2 separate regions of the Gossypium hirsutum genome follow, and region 2 is linked to region 1. A link is a contact called in public Hi-C data. All regions are on one chromosome and are shown on one strand. Each heading gives the region's core, a stretch centred on a gene start, on an enhancer-like site or on the middle of the called end of the contact. The rest is flanking DNA. Distances are from core to core; before and after follow the strand shown.

Region 1 (2,988 bases), core at 218-2,717:
AATTGACCTAAAATGAAATGAATGGAAGTACAATTTGATGTTCAGTTTTGTTGTGTCTAATAGTGGAGTGGAGTATGAAACCTTATCATCTTGATTGGAGCTAGCACAATGACTTGGAGTTCAAAATCTATGTGTATCCATAGATTTTCAATTAGTGGCGAATAAACAATAAGGGAATATGAGGTATGCGGCCAAACGTTGGCCAAGCATTATAGGACCACCACCTTATTGATAAAGGGGTTTGATTAATTGGATCTTGAAAAGATATCTTGGGAGAACAACACGGAGGTAGATGGAATACAAGGAATTCCCAAGTTATAAAACTCGACTTTATATTTTAGATATGTCGAACGATCCTACATGGATTATACCCATAAAGAATTATCTGAAAGGAGGACACCTCCCCCATAGACCCATAACAAGTAGCCAAGTGTTAGGACACCTCCCACACTATTATTGCTAACCCACATTTCATTGCTTCTAAATGTTACCCAAATCTCAATTAGGCATTTTCAAGGAGAAAACATGATTATCTTCAACCAATAGTTGAATCCTTTTCATCAAACACTTGGTCGGCAAGCATGGTTCTTAGAAGGAATCTGAATTGATGTCACTTTCTTCCCTTGAATCTCATAATTTTTTATTCAATACACTGATGTATGTCTCCGATCGAGATATATCTGCTTCATTTACTACAAATTTTGATTCATTCACAAAATCATGAGCTAGAAGTTGAGTTATTGACCATCTTTCAAAAGGTTCCTAATTAGGGAGAGGGATAAGGGTGAGGGGAGGAGGGAGAGATAAGGATGGAGATTTATATGTTTTTTTAATAGTAATGTAATTATATTTATTTAATATTCATATTCATATTCATATAAATATTAATATTAATATAAAATTTAAATTTATTATTTTATTTTAAAAAATATTTATGTATTTATATATATAAATTTTTTAGAATTAGGATCAAATTTAGAACATTTGTAAATTTTGAGGGTTATTTTTTTAAAATTATGATTAATTCGATATAATATATAAAAGTTTATGGCTAAAATTGTTATTATACCTATTTTTAATTGTCACGTCAACTTGTCACTTTTGATTTTAATGAAAGTGACCAAAATGATCAAACTATAAAACATGTATGCTTAAATTGTAAATTTATTATTTTAAGTACTTAAAATAAAATTTTTTAATAGTTGAGTGTTGAAAATATATAATATATAATATATACAGATTTTTTTTTGAAAGCAATATTGGACTAGATAGAAAAAAAGAATAAAAAATAGGCCCAAAAACAAATGAGAAACAAGCCCAAAGAAAATAAAACAATAAAACAAAAACAAACTTAACCACAAACTTCAAAAAGAAAAAAAGAAATGAAAAGTCACTCTCTCTCTAGTCAAACTGGCACCTGGACTCCATCAAATCACCATTAAATTCCCATTAAATGCACTTACCAGATACCCACAAAATAGCAGTTTCCAAAACGAAAAAGTCAAAACCTGTCTGCTATTCTTTATTTTCCAGAAACCTCCTCCTCTCCAAACTCAAACTAGGGTTTGTCGTCTTCTCCTCTCCTCTGTTCTGCATACAAAATCCGGGACTCCACTCAGGTAAATATCTTCTCTGTTTTTCAAGCTTTCTTTAGCCAAATGATGAGCAAGAGAGTTTGCCTATCTTGAAATGTGCCTGAAAATAATCTGTTGGAAGTTCTCTTTATATTGTTGAAAGTTTTTAGTAATGGCTCCTATCTCCGATTTATCTTCACTATCTAGTTGGCTTTCTTTATTGTTGTCAATGAGTCCCCTTCGATTATCACACACTCTATCCCCATGCGAATGCCTAGTTGCAGCGCTTGATACACGCCTGACCTTCAACAGCAAACGAAGAAGAGATTGCTTTATGGCCCACAGCCATGGAAGCTAATATTTCCCCCAATAGGTTCCTCACCATCACCCCGACCCAAATCTTGCATGTTCACTGGTAGCAATCCGAAATACCCAGGTGACCCAATCCCAGAAACTATTATCCAAATTATTCAGCATCCATGAGAGATTAAGACTAACCCAAGTCTCCACTGATATAGGGTAATCACGAAACACATGGATAGAATCCTCCGTAGAACTGCAGCATCGTGGGCACAAAGTATTCTATCTAACTCATCACATAAAGACTTAGGTAATAGAAAACATGCCATTGAATAAGTAGGGATAGATTGAAGAACGACTTTAATGAATACCTTTTTACCCCCTTGAGATAAGACCCTAACGCTCCAACTTTCAATTCGCTTCTTGAATTTATCCTTAAAAAGTCGGAAAGATTGCTTTTTATTTCTCCCCACCAAATTAGGCAAACCAAGGTATTTTTCAGTATTATTCGATACATGCACCCCCAAAATCCCTGATGCAAGATACCTATCCTCGCTCAGAAGTATTTATACTGCAAACCACTATTGATTTATCGAAATTAACACATTGACCCTAACAACTTTCATATTCTCTTAAGATAGTTTTCAAGGTATGAGCCCCTTTATTATTTGTTTCTCTAAAGAGGACTCAGTCATTCGCAAAAAGTAGATGAGAAATTTTTGGGCCGCTCTTACTAGTTTTAGCGCCTCTAATTAGACCATCTCACATCGCTACCTTCATAAGGGCCGAAAGCCCTTTGCTGCAAATCAAAAATGAGAATGGGCTTAAGAGGTCCCCTTGTTTATGTCCTCTAGTTGGCCTAAACACCTTGCCAGTATTCCCATTTATTATGACAAAATACGAGACAAAGGAGACATATTTCTTCACTAAAGAAACCCAAGCCAAATCAAAGCCCATATCGATCACCATCTCTTTAATAATCTTCCATTCAACCCTGTCGTAAGCCTTGCTTATATCAAGTTTCGCTGCCATAGAACATTTTTTCTGTACTCTCTTTTGCTGAAAAGTATGCATAAGTTCATAGGCAATCAGAACATTTTCCCAGAACAAAGGC
Region 2 (2,782 bases), core at 166-2,665, 47 kb after region 1:
CAGGCCAGGTCTCCCATTATTAAAAAACAAAAGCAGATTCCCTTGTCTGCGAAAGCTGTCCTTAAACCAAGTCATACCCTGAAGATACTTGTGCATGTGTTATGATACTTACGTTTTTTAATTAGCATTTCTTATTATTATTATGATGATGATGTTTACAGCAGTAATCAATATTGTGATTAGTTAACACAATTTTCCTTTTTCTTCTAAAGACAACAAGGATTCGATTCTGGCCAACCTACGAGAGAATTTAGCTGCTCAACTAGTATATGTAGAGTCCCTTTGAGTGAGATGCTGCTATAGGAAGTCATTTGATTATGCAGCTTTTCTCGATTGCTGCTTTTGGATTTGTCGACCCAAAACCATATTCATCAAGTCAAGCTGGGGTTCCAGCAATGACTTCATCGAGGTAAAGATGATAACAATTACATTATTTTGCAGGTTTCCTAAACGGTACTGACAACATTTTACAATGAATTGCAGCTCTTACGAGAGGAACTTATTCCATGGGAAGAAAATCCACAGTGCAGTAGAAACACTCACAGAAAATGTTGGCTGCATTTCTAGAGGACGTCAAGATTTGGAGAGAGAAAGGAGAGTGTTGAGCATCGCCATGGCAATGGCATCGCATTGACCGCTTCACCACAATCATACGAAAGGAAACCGATAACTGTTCACCTCAAGTGGAAGATGTTGAGCCAGAAAAGAAAAACCATTTTGGATTCTTCTTAACTAAATTTATTCCAAAGATTTTGTGGGTTGGTGTAGTAGATCTTTAATATTTGAGATTTTTTTTTAATTTTAGATTACATTTCTTATCCATCCTTATTAAAATATTTTTTTTTGAGTTGGGGTTATTTTGTATCTCAATTCAATTAAAAATGATCACAATTGGTGGTTTATAAAAAATTATATTATTATGATTATGTTTTTGATCTTTATAAATCAATAAAAGATTACATATAATGATATTTGAATAAAAAAAATACTATTAATATGAGATTTGTGAGTGAAACAAAAGTCAGTATTTATATGTCATAAACTAGTGTATAAATATGTATATGATATTGTATAACTTCACACACCATTAATAAATTTTCTTATACCATTAAAATTAATTAATAAATAAACCATAAGGAGGTAAATCAATTTTTTTTATCAAACTTTAAAAAGGGTATGCATACTTTACCTCAGATCACTCATTTCCAACTTAATCGACAAAAAATAATAAATATAATAAGTTGTTTATATAATACTCGGTTAATCAATAGTCACATTTCATAATGGATGTCAATTAAATCGTTTATTTTCGAGATAATTTTAAATTAATTGACTCTTTTTTGATCAAAGAATAAAAAATCGCACTTTAATTTAAAAGTTTTAAAAGCCTATGTGTAAATGTACTATTCTATATTTTTATCAAGCTTTCTTCTTTGATGACAATGATAAGGAATGTCTATGGTTTCAAATAAAGTACAAAAAACACATGTTCTTATCTTTCTCATTGTATCGGAAAATTTTCTATAAAAACCCTTGCATAAATAATGTTGTCCGTTTTATTCACGACGTCGTTTGGGCCCTCATACCGTTAAAGTGTTAAATTCCAACTAAAACCTACCCGAATACATAGCCCCAAAATGGCGACGCCACCGGTAGCGCCATCACAGGCGGCAGCAGGGGGAAACTTTGAAGCACCACCGCCGCCAGCGATGCAGCCTCCTGGAACGGACATGACAGGTATATGTTTCAGAGATCAATTGTGGCTAAACACGTACCCTCTTGATCGAAACCTAATTTTCGATTACTTTGCCCTATCTCCGTTCTATGATTGGACCTGCAACAACGAGAAGCTCAGGATGCAATCCATTCACCCTCTTGACATCTCTCAACTTTCGTAAGAAAATTTAAAGCCTGGGTTTTAATTCTCGTTGGCATGTTGCAAGATTAGATTTTGTTTTTTGTTTTTTTCTTGGACTTGAAAATGTCAAAATTTATGAAACTCAGTTGTAGTTTTAAACAAATATTGATCAGGGTATATCAAAGGTCAATATTTGCTTTTTATTTTTACCCGAAGATGAGGCATTTTCTATGCAATTCTGCCGGAGGAACAGGAACGCATAGTTGCATATTTGTGATTGGCATTTTATCTACTTGGAAAATGTTTTGATACCTACCATATAGGTAACTTGATTTTGCAATTTAACTAAAAGTATTTCATTTGATTGGAAAACTTGATGATTATATCATAAATCATGGCGAAGAATCATAGTTTAAAGATTTAGTACTTATAAGATCAGTAATGAGATTTTCATTTCCCCTTTAATATAGGAAAATGACTGGGATAGAGTACATGCTTAGTGAAGTTATGGAGCCACACCTCTTTATTATCTGTAAGCAAAAGAGGGACAGTGCGGAGAAAGTAACACCGATGCTAGCATACTATATTTTGGATGGTTCGATATATCAAGCACCACAACTTTGCAATGTCTTTGCAGCTCGAGTTGTAAGTTCCGCTGTATTGTTTTCCTCTCTTATTTTGTATGTATAACAAAACAATGCTATCACCTAAAGACTCAATTGATCTCAGTCTGGTTACAGCATTCTTTTTGTTGGAATATTACCAAAACTGGTTTCCCGTTCATACGTCTTGGCCATTTGAATTCCTCACCTCGAAATGAATCTCTTGTTAAGAAAAAAACATCCAGAAATGAAAACAAAGAGAGAAAAAAAAGGGGTTTAATGAGTGGATAGAGTTTCATGGAATAGAATTCTATTGTTTTCC

Evidence for each region. Hi-C and Micro-C count contacts between places; a contact is called where the count stands out from the background.
Region 2: a Hi-C map of leaf shows a contact between it and region 1, with 2.1 times the contacts expected there. The contact joins the promoter of LOC121222356 here to the enhancer-like site in region 1. A contact is called at or near these places in 5 of 34 Hi-C or Micro-C datasets (callus, leaf, petal and 1 more).

Annotation. Positions count from the first base shown.
Region 1 is chrD10:6,644,779-6,647,766 of Gossypium_hirsutum_v2.1, forward strand. No RefSeq gene overlaps it. Among protein-coding and RNA genes, the nearest start is that of LOC107915977, 18 kb to the left of the region's middle. Within about 2 kb of position 1,468, at least 6 of the 9 cell types and tissues checked have an H3K27ac peak or open chromatin away from gene starts, as enhancers often do. A contact at or near this core is called in leaf, where this site is marked.
Region 2 is chrD10:6,691,636-6,694,417 of Gossypium_hirsutum_v2.1, forward strand. LOC121222356 (mediator of RNA polymerase II transcription subunit 6) reads left to right here and starts at 1,416. Exons shown (of 5, transcript XM_041102975.1): 1 at 1,416-1,894; 2 at 2,329-2,503. The coding sequence starts at 1,638.